Linked DNA regions of Sus scrofa: region 1 is linked to region 2. Evidence: chromatin contacts called from public HiChIP or PLAC-seq data. All regions are on one chromosome and are shown on one strand. Each heading gives the region's core, a stretch centred on a gene start, on an enhancer-like site or on the middle of the called end of the contact. The rest is flanking DNA. Distances are from core to core; before and after follow the strand shown. Region 1 overlaps ATP2A2 (ATPase sarcoplasmic/endoplasmic reticulum Ca2+ transporting 2). Region 2 overlaps IFT81 (intraflagellar transport protein 81 homolog).

Region 1 (6,349 bases), core at 2,002-4,501, 190 kb before region 2:
AAGTCTGAATGAGGTACTACTTCATGGCGAAAAAGACTCCCCCGCCTTTTTCAGCTGCACCAAGGCATATGGAAGTTCCCAGGCCAGGATCGAGTCTGAGCCACAGCCTCGGCAACGCCAGATCCTCAACCCACTGCGGCAGGCTGGCAATACCACAGACAAGCTGGATCATTAACTCACTGCACAACAGTGGGAACTCCCATGGCTAAAATTAAAAAAGACAAATGATGAGGATGTGAAGAAAGCACAATCTACATACGTTGCTAGTGGAAATGTAAAGTGCTGCAATCACTTTGGGAAACAGTCAGGAAGTCACTCAAAATGTTAAACATAGAGTCATAACAAGTCCCACAATTCCATGCCTAGGTATATATACCTAAGAGAGTGAAAGCCTACGTTCACAGGAAAATTGTACAAGAGGAAAACAACCCAAATATCCACAAGCTGATGAATGAATAAAATGTAGCACATCTAAACAATGGAGAATTATTGTACCATAAAGAAGAATACAGTATACACATGAATGAAGTATGACATATGCTACAACATAGATAAGTACTGAAAACAATACATTAAGTGAAAGAAGCCAGTCTCAAAAGGCCAGCTATTCTTATATTGTATGACTGATTCCGTTTATATGCCATGTCCAGAACAGACAAATCCCTAAAAAAAAAAATAAATTGTGGTTGCCAAGGACTGGGAAAAGGAGGGCAGGGGAAGTAATTACTAATGGGTACATGGTTTCTTTTTTTAGAGGATAAAGATGTTCTGAAATTAGTTGATAATCATTGCACAACTCTGACTATATTAAAAACCACTTAATCACACACTTTAAAGGAGAGAATGTTATGGCATGTGAATTACATCTCATTGTAGCTGCTTTTAAAAAATTGTGAACTGAGCCACCAACAAATTGAAATATGACAAATACACTTATGTGTACATTTACTAAGTATACTGTATATTCTCTACCAAATTAACTGCAGATGAAGACAGAAGCAACAAACCACAAGAAGTATGTGAGAGTTTCAATTGTAAAATTTGAGTAACAGTACACAACTAAAGAGTGGCTGATGGGGAGTTCCCGCGGTGGCTCAGCAGAAACGAATCTGATTAGGAACCATGAGGTTGTGGGTTTGATCCCTGGCCTCGCTCAGTGGGTTAAGGATCCAGCGTTGCCCTGAGCTGTGGTGTAGGCTGCAGACGCGGCTCGGATCCTGCATTGCTGTGGCTATGGTGTAGGCCGGCAGCTGTAGCTCCGATGAGACCCCAGCCTGGCAACCTTCATATGTTGCAGGTGTAGCCCTAAAAAGCAAGAAAAAAAAAAAAGTGGCTGATGGTTAAAAACCAAGCACTATCAAGCTTATCACTGGATCTAGCACACGCTTAAAGCTTAGCTATTACTGAACTCACAAAGAGATTTCAAATTATCTGTTCTGCACACAAGTTGCACAATAAGCAGGTTCACATTTGCTAACCTATTCCACACTTCTGTGAAGCTGTAAGTTTCATTTATTACTGAGAGCTTGCTACATGCTCAGCAAGATTACAGCAGTCAATGTGACACAGCTGTACCCTTAGGGTGCTCATTGACAACAACGTTTAATAAAAATTTTCATATCTATCTAAAACTAGATATCACTTCTGTTCAGCATCCCTCAGAATATTCAAGAAAGAGTAGTATTCAAGAACCCAACATCCAAGCACTGCATATGATGTTAGCAACTAGTATACAGTGGGGAAAGCAACAGAGGAAAAAACGGTTAATTATCAGGACCTGTCAGACACCTCACAAAGGTGAAGAAATAGGTGAAAGTGGGGAGTTCCCGTTGTGGTGGAGCGGAAACAATCTGAGTAGCATCCATGAGGATGAGGGTTTGATCCCTGGCCTCACTCAGTGCGTAGGGGATCCGGTGCTGCCATGAGCTATGGTGTAGGTCACAGACATAGCTTGGATCTGGCATTCCTGTGGCTGTGGTGTAGGCTGGCAGCTGTAGCCCGAATTCGACCCCTAGCCTGGGAACTTCCATGTGCCGTGGGTGTGGCCCTAAAAAAGGAAGAAAAAAGAAAGAAAGAAAGAAAAGAAATAGGTGACAGTGGAATGGGTTTATATTATTTGTACTGCTTAGAATACTTACTATGAGTATTAAGTATATTCATCTAAGGTGAGGGATTTAAACTTCTCTTTTATTTTTTTTTTTCCTTTTTACCCGCACTTGGCGGTTCCTTAGCCAGGGATCAAATCCGAGACACATCTGTGACCTTCACCACAGCTGTAGTAACGCTGGATCCTTAACCCACTGCGCTGGGCCAGGGATCCAACTGGCAATGCCAGAGATAAGCCAGATCATTAACTCACTGAATCACAGTAGAAACTCCTAAACTCATCTTTTAATGTGTTTTTTTGAATATTAAAAGAAAGGCAGTGGTTGCCAGGACCTAGAGGTAGGAGGTAAAGGAAAATTACTGTTCAGTGGAAAAAGTTTCAGTTTGGGAAGATGAAAAAGTTCTGTAGACACAGCGGCACAATGGTGTGAATGCACTTAATGCCACAGAACTATACCTTAAACATGGCTAAAGTGGGAGTTCCCTTGTGGTGCAGGGCCTAGGGACTTTCACACACAAAGGTTAAAATGGTAAGCTTTATGTTACGTATATTTTACCGTAACATCCACAAATAAAATAAGAAAGGGATACTACTTCTATGTCACACACGCTATGAATCAATCAATATCTGTCTTTGCTCAACTCTTAAATGAAACATATAAAACACTACATATAGGGAACGGAATTTCACACTGGGCCAGAGTAGTCAGGTAGGTCCAGATTATAACCAAAGCTTTGCCACTGTTAGAAGTGTGCATTCTCTTGTTAACTAGGTGGGTTAGAAATTTACTGAGATGGGGAGTTCCCCTCATGGCTCAGTAGAAACGAATGTGACTAGTATCCAAGAGGATGAAGGTTCGATCCCTGGCCTTGCTCAGTGGGTTAAGGATCCAACGTTGCTGTGAGCTGTGGTGGAGGCTGGCAGCTACAGTTCCAGTTCAACCCCAGCTTGGGAACCTCCATATGCTGAAGGTGTGGCCCTAAAAAGAAAAAATTTTTTTTTAAAAAACTAAGAACAACACAAAACAAAACCCTAAAAAAAAAAAAAAAAAAAGGAAAGAAATTTACTGAGATGGGAAAGGCCAGAGAGAAACAGAATCCAGAGGAAAAGAGAAACCAAAACCACTTCCACTGAAGAAAAGCTGGTCTTGCTTCACTTCTTCAAAAGGGAAGAGGAAGAGGATTCCTTGAGGGTCAAGCTTACATTTTTTCCTCTGATGCTGTAAACCACTGCCATCTACTGATGCAAACCAAGGATAAATGCTTTGGGGGTAATTTCTCTAAGTTTTCAAACAGATATAATACACTGAAATAGCCCAACTAGCATACCAATTCTTATAACATCTTTGAGAGGCTGAATGTATATTACCACTCCAAGCTGGAGAAATGGAAGCATACAAACAGAATCTAGTGCAATATTTAGGTGATCTGCAACCGCATGTACCACATAATACTTGTGCAAAGACAAACTATCCATCACCACCCAGTCAGCTAAACTAGAAATCCTGTCAGTATCTTTGATTCTACACCCTACTTACCCACCCCCATATCCATTTAGTTACCAAAACATGTTGTTTAACACCTAAATCTGAGGTTCACTTTTCAGATTATACATGGCCATAATTCCATGGCTAAAGGAGATTCAGAGTTAATATTTTGGTTTGAAATCTGGTAAAAACTTCTCATAAGTGCCCCCAGATGATTTTGATGTGCACCCTGCTTAAAAACCACCATTCAAGGAGTTCCTGTCATGGCTCAGTGGAAATGAATCTGACTAGCATCCCTGAGGACTCGGGCTCAATCCCTGGGCCCTCGCTCAGTGGGTTAAGGATCTGGCATTGCCCTGAACTATGGTGTAGGTTGCAGAAGTGGCTCGGATCTGGTGTTGCTGTTTCCGTGGTGTAGGCTGGCAACTACAGCTCCAATTGGACCCCTAGCCTGGGAACCTCCACATGCCGCGGGGGCAGCCCTAAAAAGACCCCCCCCCCTATTCATAAATTCACAATCTTTCCCTCATTATTCTTCCCCTCCCCCCATTATTATTATTATTACTTTTGGTCTCTGTTACTTTTGTTCACACTACTAAGCAAGCTCTTAGGTCACTTGCACAAACTTTGTAGTCCTAAGTAGTCAGTATGTTGGTATACAGGCAACACTACTCTTCTGGAAGAACAATGACAAAAATTAAGAATAAAAGAATACCTATCACACGGTAATTTACTTTCGGAGGCCAAAACTGCACAGCACAGGTCAAGAGATGCAGCTGAGTTCTCTTCATTAAAATGAGTAAGACAATAAAGACAAAGCACACCTTCCCCACAAGTCAGGGTAAGTATTACTATGAGACAATTCAAAAGAAAACAAGTATTCTGAGTTCAGGAGGGTATGAAAAACCATGATTTGAATAACCCAAAGTAATGATTCCCCAGCAACAAGATTAGACTTTTCTGACTGGCTCCAGGGGCATTCTAGACTGCCTGAAAACACTGGCAGGGAGGGTATGGACTTCTGCGAGGTTTGTGTAGAGCTCTGGCCTTGCAGTGGATTCCCTAACTTGTAAAGCCCAAGTAGAAACCCTAGGCCATATAAGTATTTTTAAATAGAGCTTTTAGTCATGAAATTACCCTTAACCATCAACTTACTTTCACAGTTGCAAGTTAGACTTAGTACTTGTGCCAACAGTCAAAACAGGAAAAACGAAGTAGCCACTAATTAGTATTCTAACAAACTGCTCACTACAACTGTCAGATTAAGTTCATTATTTCACTAGCACTAATATTCTACAACTACTATAGTAAAAGCAGTAAGTACAATAATTCAAAACACCTTGTTTAAAAAAAAGAAAAAAACACCATAACCACATGAAGAGAGGTGCCAAAATATTTAAAAATAATTTTACAGAAAACCTGATTTGTTTGGATGGCACTAATCTGTTAATACAATTGATTCATAAGAGCTTAACTTTTAAAACAATTATGAGCCTCGAGAAAAGGACTACATTCAGATATACAACCTAAAATAAAACAAAAATGACAAACTCAACTCACCAGCAATTTCTACAATATCACCAGGAACTATGTCTTTAGCTTTAATTCGTTGTACACTCTTCCTGTCCTGTCGATACACTTTGCCCATTTCAGGCTCATACTCCTTAAGGGCTTCGATGGCATTTTCTGCATTCCTTTCCTGTAAAGAAGAAAACAAAAGATAAAAGTAGTAAACACAGCCTGCCACTGCCAAGTATTTCCAGCCCTAGGAATCAAATTTTTAGAGTCTTAACCTAAACTTTAAGGGAAAAAAAAGATACAAGAGATTCTTATTAATGACATTTGTAGTAAATGATTCACATCTTAAGGCAGTAAACAAGAGACCTTTATGATTCTGTATTAAAAATGAAAAAAATAAGCACCCTAAGAAGGGTAAGGAGATAAAATCAGTGTAGAGAAGTAGTTACAGAACCTGCTGTCCCTAAGCACACTATACAACATGGCCCTCACCTTTAGCCAAATACATTCACAGCATTAAATCAATCCTGTCTCCCCCCAGGCTTTTCCACTCAACAGCTATGTGACTATGAATAACTTACACAACACACAGGTTTATACACAGAACCAGGACACTAACAGTACCTACCCTCGAGGGTTGTAAGTCACAAGCTATACGTAACTGCTTAGTCTGTTTTGGCAAATAGCAAATGCTTTGAGTGACGAATTAAGAAAATCAAGTTACGTCTCAAAAAATTCTAAATCTCTCTCCAGTGGAAAAGACTGGAATAGCTGGAAACACTGCCAGCCACATATCATTTTACCATAATATCATATATGAATGTGTCAAGACTTAGTCACACAGAATTTCTTTCCTAATTTCAAAATAAGATGTAGAATCTAAATGAGTCATATTAGAGGAGGAAAAAAAAGCTGAGGGAAAGTTCCTCTAGAGGGGAGGGGAAAAAAAGGAAAAGCTTGTGTTCAATTTATCTCCTCTCTTTTTTTTGGCCGCAGCTGCCACATATAGAAATTCCTGAGCCAGGCATCAATCTGAGCTATAGCTACAGTAACGCCCGATCCCTAACATGCTGTTCCACAGCAGTACTCCCTCCCATCTTCTCTCCTTTTAAAAAATAAGCAATTAGGAGTCAGAAGCAAGTCTACAAAGCACATGCCCAGATGAGGTTACTTAATGAACAAGGAAAATAATTATTTCTCTCATACTTTTTTCCTTCAATATAAGGGAAAAATTTAAT
Region 2 (6,571 bases), core at 3,974-6,473:
GATGGGCCTAAATGGTTACAGATTTCAATTCCTGCAATTGCATCTCTGAAGGATCAGACTTCTTTCTGGGAATCAGGCACAAGGCAGTGGGAAGAGGCGAGTCCCATGACCTCAGAGTCCCTGTCTCCCTCGCTCCCAACCCCCCCCACCAATTCATGATGACGTCTCACACCTGGGGTGTTGCAGATTTGAGCCACAGGTCTCAGTCACCCCCCACTGCCTTATCGGCATGTGACATCCCCAAGTGGCCGGGGCCTGCAGACCTGGCAAAGAATGCAGCTCGAACAAAAATAAACCTGCCACATTCTTTGGCAGCCCCTTGCCCCTTCCCGCTCCCCAGCCATCCATCCTCACAGCAGAGCCTGCCAGAGAAGGCCAAGTGAGGGAGCGCAGGGTGGAGGAAGTGCTGCTGCAGTCCAACCCTGAGAAAGAGAGCGAGAGGGGAAGAGAGGAAGAGAAAGAGAGAGAGAGATCACCTTATATGGGAGTGTGCGCAGACAATGTGTGGCAATGGCTTAGAGGGCAGCGGAGGGCAGATACCAGACAGATGGAAGAAATTAAACATGGGACAGAGCGTGTTCCTGGGCCCTGAAAACAGCTCTTGTTTCACAGCAAGTTCGCACAAAACCTGGCCCGTTTTCCTTTTTTGCCTAAGCCAAGCAAGATGTGTGTCCTAAACTCTACATGACTTTGAGTCAGGTTCCTGACTCTGGCTTTGGCCGAGGTCTCAATCCTCTCAAGTCATTTCTTTGACGAACAAGATTCCTCTCAGCAAAAAAAAAAAAAAAAAAAAAAAAAAAAAGAAAGACTGGGCCTGTTTCCCAAGAGTTTCCAATATTTCTCCAAGGCACATAAATTAGTGGTTAATGAGTAACTACCCCTTCATTTCTCATTCATTCCTTCATTCAACAAATATTGAAGACCAGTTATGTCCTGTGCACTGAGCCAGGGTCTGGAAAGACAGTGATGATGACGATGGTAACAGTCATAATAATAATAATAAGAGTTACCATTTGTTGATTTGCACTTATTGATAAATATTTCAATTCATAATAAGTTATTTAGTACCTTCTATGGTCTAGTCATTAGTGACACTGAATATTAATTCAGAGTTATCCAGTCCTTGCCAGTGTGGAGTTTACAAGGAGGAAGGGGAGCAGAAATGACAGCTATTGTACAAGTGATCCTATTGGATCTTAACAACAGCTTTTTGAACTGGGGTTTTCCAACCTCAGTGCTATGGACATTTTGGGTTGGATCATTCTTTGTTCTGGGGTGTGTGTGTGTGTGTGTGTGTGTGTGTGTGTGTTGGGAGGGGCTGCTCTGTGTACTGAGGGATATTTAGCAATATTCCTGGCCTCTACCCGCTAGGCATCAATAGCAATAACTCCTCTCCCTTTAGTTCCTCAGTTGTGACAACCAAAAACTGTCTCTAGACATTGCCAAATGTCCCTGGGGGACAAATATCACTTCTGGTTGAGCATCACTTTTTCAATAGATGAGGAAGTAGAGACTCAGGGCAGGTTATAAAAATTCCTTAAGATCATACCACTGGCAAGTAGGGCTCATACCCTGGTCATTCTGATTCCAAAGCCCATGGGCCTAACCATTACAGTGTAAAACCCCATTTCCTAGGCAACAGATGCCTGTAGGTTTGGATGGCTAAGACCTCATTAGCTCATTTCACAAGATGGAAGTCAACTGTGCTAGTACGGATCCTCCGAGAAGCAGATGCCAAGATGGGCATCCACTTGCAAGAGATTTACTTAGGATTTACTTATTTATGCCTTTGGAGGATAAAGAGGAAGGGAGTGGGGGTAGGCAGGAGACTGTTCAGACTGTGCTGCTGGTCTGATACCTTGGAAGGAGAGGGGGAAGGAAGGATGTGATAGGAAGAGCCTTGGACAGTGGCACAGTTCTAAGAGTTTTGGCTATGCTGAAGGGGATTCCCCAGCCACAGTCAGCTATAAGAGGAATTCTAGGTTGGGAAGCAGGGATGCTACACTAGTACTCCCACTGTGCTCTGTCATTGGCTGCGAGCAGCCCGGGAGGTATGACCTCAGCATGAACTTGGTGGACCCAGAGGAGTGGGAGTGAGGCTGTCAGGCAGCCAGGCTTATCGAAGCAGACTCTATTGAAGGAGTTCTGAGTGGTGCGCTCCACCGCTACCATGTCATCAGGGAAGTGTTACCCAGAGTGGCATTCAACTTAAGGCAAGGAGATGGAAAAGGCACTGGTGATGTGGTGGGCAGCAAAGCCACGCTGGCATCCTTTAAGCAAAAGGGCTCATTTTCCTTGAAATATTTTAAGCTATTAGTTTCAAATCTAATGGAAAAGGAGCTTTTCTTTCCAGACGTTCCCAATAAATATAGTTGAGTCTCACTGATCCTGATTGGTCTGATCTAGTTATGTGCCCACCCGTGAGCCAATCACTGGCCAGAGGGATGTGGTGTTTTGAGTGGTCAGTTTCGGTCATGTGACCACCTCCAGATGAAAGGGTGGGGGTAAGGGTTGAGGGTTGATAACGGAGAAGGAGTGACTCCCCAGAAGAGAACTGGATGTAGTTATTAGAAGGGGGATGAATTCTGGACAGGCCAAAAAACCCAGATACCTGTTACACCTAGAATCTTCTTCACCACCTTACAATATGCACCCGTTGTCTTCTCTACTCCCACCCCCCACATTCCTACCCTCTTATTGGAAGGCCACCCTCATACCTTCTTTTCTCATTCAAGACACCCAGGTCAATATATAACTGAACCACTTTGCTGTATGCCTGAAACTAACATAACATTATAATTCAACTCTACTTCAATAAAATAAAAATAAAATAAAAAGACCCAGGTCAAGCCTCTCCTATTCAACCATTCTGATTGTGGAACTAGAATAGTTTAGACCAGCAGTGGTACTCCAAGCAGACTATCAAATGATACCCCTGTCCCCAGCTCCAGATTCTGATACCCACCCTTAACCACCAAGATTATCACTGTTTTTGACTATTCCAGTTTCAACAATCAAATTGTTCTTCTGGGAACTCCTAATACAGTGAGAATATAAACCACAGATACACAGACACACACAGACACACAGACACACACGCACGCACACACGCACACACGCACGCACGCACGCACTCAGCTCCATTGCTGTTGAATGAATGAATGAGGAGATACTTTACATGCATTTCCATAATTAGAAATCAGGATCTAGTTTAGAAGGAAATAAACAAACAAGTTAGTGGTAGCTGTCTTGATGGATCGTGAGTCATTGTGACTTTATTCTTATCAATATTTTGTTACAATTTTTAAAAAGAGATAATAGAAAAAAGGAAATCATGCAAGTCTGGTTTAAACATCTGGACTATAAGCAAGGTGAGGGTAAGGGACCAAGTGTTGATTCTGATATATCCAAGTGGGAGCTAAATTAACAGCATCAAGGGCTTATAACAGAGACTGTGGATTCTCTTCCCCAAAGCCAGTCCTCCTTTCCTCTTTCAGACTCTCCAAACCCCAGTTGTGTGTGGTGTCCTCTGCCTCATCCTCATTGCATGTGCTTCATTGAAGCCAATGCCAGCCCCGCTGCCTGATCCATCTAATCCAGGGTTTCTCAACCTCAGCACTATATATATATAGTCTTTTTGCCATTTCTTGGGCTGCTCCCACGGCATATGGAGGTTCCCAGGCTAGGGGGCTAATTGGAGCTGTAGCTGCTGGCCTACACCAGAGCCACAGCAATGCAGGATCCAAGCTGCATTGTATAGGTCTGCGACCTACATCACAGCTCACAACAACGCCAGATCCCCAACCCACTGAGCAAGGCCAGGGATAGAACCCGAAACCTCATGGTTCCTAGACGGATTCGTTAACCACTGAGCTACGACGGGAACTCCAACCTCAGCACTATTGACATTTGGGGCAGGATAAGTCTGCTGATGCTGTTGAGTTGCTGCATGTGCCACTTTGGAGTTGACTTGTTATATGAAGTAAGGTTTTCCTTAATGTTTAAGTGTTTAAGCTAATTTGAGTTGTGCCTTTCTGTTACAGCACCTTAACCGATCTGGGGGTCTGTTAAAGACATTGCACACACACACAAATAAAATGACCATCAAAAACAGTGATAATCTGGGTGGTTGAGAGTGGGTATCAGAATCTGGAGCTAGGACCAGGTGTGTCACTTGATAGTCCCCTTGGAGTACCACTGGTGATCTAAACTATTCTAGCTCCACAAGGAATTGCTGGGAACTTATGCAGATGTTGAAACAGGGGAGGAGCTTAATTTCTTTCACAAATAAGAGCAACATTTGGATTCGAACCTGCTATGTCCCATCATATGAAAACTGCTGCAAAATACCAAGTCCTATAGTTAAACTAACGTTACTTCTAAGACAGAGCTGATTAAGAAAAATGCTAAGCCATGGATTCCCATCGTGGCTCAGCAGTAACAAACCTGACTAGTATTCACAAGGATGCAGGTTTGATCCCTGGCCTTGCTCAGTGGGTTAAGGAACTGACGTTGCCATGAGCTGTGGTATAGGTCACAGACTAGGCTCAGATCTGGCATTGCTGTGGCTGGGGCATAGGCCAGCAGCTGCAGCTCCAATGTAACCCCCAGCCTGGGAACTTCCATATGCTGCAGCTGTAGCCCTAGAGAGAGAGAGAGAGAGAGAGAGAGAGAGAGAGAGAGAGAGAGAAAGGAAAAAAGAAAGAAAGAAAGAAAAAAAAAAAAAGAAAGAAAGAAAAAGAGAAAGAAAAGAAAAGAAAATTCAAGGCCAAATGGTATAACCTCTAGAAGCCTCGGTTTGCTCATCTGTAAGCTGGGAGAATAAGATGAGAAGCCCCTGACATTGAGGATCAGAAAATACTTCATAAACCATAAAGTAAGTAATGGGTTATTGATACTGAGCAGACAAGGCAAAAGCAATGCCATTCCCAGCACTGGAATGTTCTAAATTTAGGATGCGGTGTGACCAAAATTGTCTGTTGATTGTTTATATGCGGTCTTGTTAAGCTTCTTATGCTTCTGAGGTTTTGCTTCCTCATTTGTATACTGCGGCAAGACCTCATTCCTCATTCCAACTGTGCATTGAGGAGAAAATAAGGCCCTTTGAAAAAAAGAAACATACTGCTACTATTACTTCACCACAATTTCCTCCTTCCTGGTCAGACAAGAGCAACATGGCCAACATAACTAGACTTGGAGGAACGGGCCTCCTAGTGAATGTTGGTTCTTCGCTACCCTCTACTGGTCAGTAGCGGTGCTACAGATGGATGCAGAGAAGAGAGGGTCCTTGGAGAGGTACCCCAGGAAACAGACGCTCAAAGAGAGGGAAAAGGACTTGCCCAAGGATATGGATCTAGGCTTGGACAGTGCATTTGGGACTCTTGATTCTTAGCTCTTTCCAAAGGGAGAAAAGTCAGGACTGGAAATACTCATTTATGGCTTCACTCTTGCTAGGCTCTCAGGAGCTTTTCTAGATCACTTGACAGGAATTTTTCTCTCCTGTTCTTCCCTCACCACCCAAACTGCTTGGACTTCCTGTCCTTTTCTTCATACCAAGGTGGCTGCCATCAGCCCTGAGACTAAGAGTCCTGTTGGGTGCTGGGGGCTTTACAAAAATGATCTCAGGACTTCCCATTGTGGTTCAGCCAGTTAAGAACCCGACTAGTATCCATGAGGATGGGGGTTCGATCCCTGGCCTTGCTCAGTGGGTTAAGGATCTGGCATTGCTGTGAGTTGTGGTGTAGGTCACAGAGGAGGCTTTGATCTGGCGTTGCTGTGGCTGTAGCGTAGGCCGGCAGCTTCAGCTCCAACTTAACCCCCAGCCTGGGAACTTCCACATGCCACAGGTGCAGCCTTAAAAAGAAAAAAGATAAATAAAAGACAAAAATGATCTCAGATCCTTGCAACTGCTTTGTAAGGTGGGCCTGGAAACTAAAGCTCAGAGAAGTTAAGACACTTGCCCCAAGTCCAACAGCCTTAGTAAGTACAAAAACCTGGATCTCAACTCTCACATGAGACTCCAAAGCCCACATTCTACCTGCCACCAAAAACCAAAACAAAGCAAAACATCATGGCAAATTGTGTTGAAGACATGATTAAAGGTAATCTTGTGGGGTTTTTAATGCCCCAAATGGTATTTCCTGGGCAGACGTATGATGAAACAATGAAAGAGGGAAATCTTTTGAGCCGCTACCACATGCCAGTGTCACTCATATCCATTATCTGTCAATTCTCCTATGACACATATATCATCTTAAATCCTGTCCACAATTCTAAAGCACAAACTGGGTTCAAAGAGATTAAGAAATCTGCCTGAAGTCACTTGGTAAAAGCTAGCATTCACACTCTAATCCCCCTGCTTAATGTTAGTATGTAAACAAAGTATGGTCTTAAAAACATAAATAGAGGAGAGTATAGGATAGCCTGTGTCAGGCTAGACTGCAGGCCTCTCCACCATGAAAGCCCTCAGACTCTGCTGTAAACCATTTTCTTCCTGGAGGCCTCAGGATTTGAAATCCTCTTGATCTGGGTTCAAACCCATTTCTAAGCACAGCTATGTGCCAGGTCCTGG

What was found. HiChIP or PLAC-seq counts read pairs in DNA pulled down with a chosen protein or histone mark.
Region 1: an H3K27ac HiChIP or PLAC-seq map of alveolar macrophages shows a contact between it and region 2. The contact joins two enhancer-like sites. A contact is called at or near these places in 4 of 47 Hi-C or Micro-C datasets (embryonic fibroblasts, fibroblasts and omental adipose tissue) and 1 of 2 datasets of contacts at active chromatin or transcription factors (alveolar macrophages).

What each region holds. Positions count from the first base shown.
Region 1 is chr14:31,691,828-31,698,176 of Sscrofa11.1, reverse strand. ATP2A2 (ATPase sarcoplasmic/endoplasmic reticulum Ca2+ transporting 2) reads right to left here. Exons shown (of 20, transcript NM_213865.1): 5 at 5,154-5,292. Among named protein-coding and RNA genes, the nearest start is that of ATP2A2, 20 kb to the right of the region's middle. Within about 2 kb of position 3,251, at least 2 of the 83 cell types and tissues checked have an H3K27ac peak or open chromatin away from gene starts, as enhancers often do. A contact at or near this core is called in alveolar macrophages, where this site is marked.
Region 2 is chr14:31,502,298-31,508,868 of Sscrofa11.1, reverse strand. The region is part of intron 2 of IFT81 (intraflagellar transport protein 81 homolog); the gene reads right to left. Among named protein-coding and RNA genes, the nearest start is that of P2RX7, 29 kb to the right of the region's middle. Within about 2 kb of position 5,223, at least 12 of the 83 cell types and tissues checked have an H3K27ac peak or open chromatin away from gene starts, as enhancers often do. A contact at or near this core is called in alveolar macrophages, where this site is marked.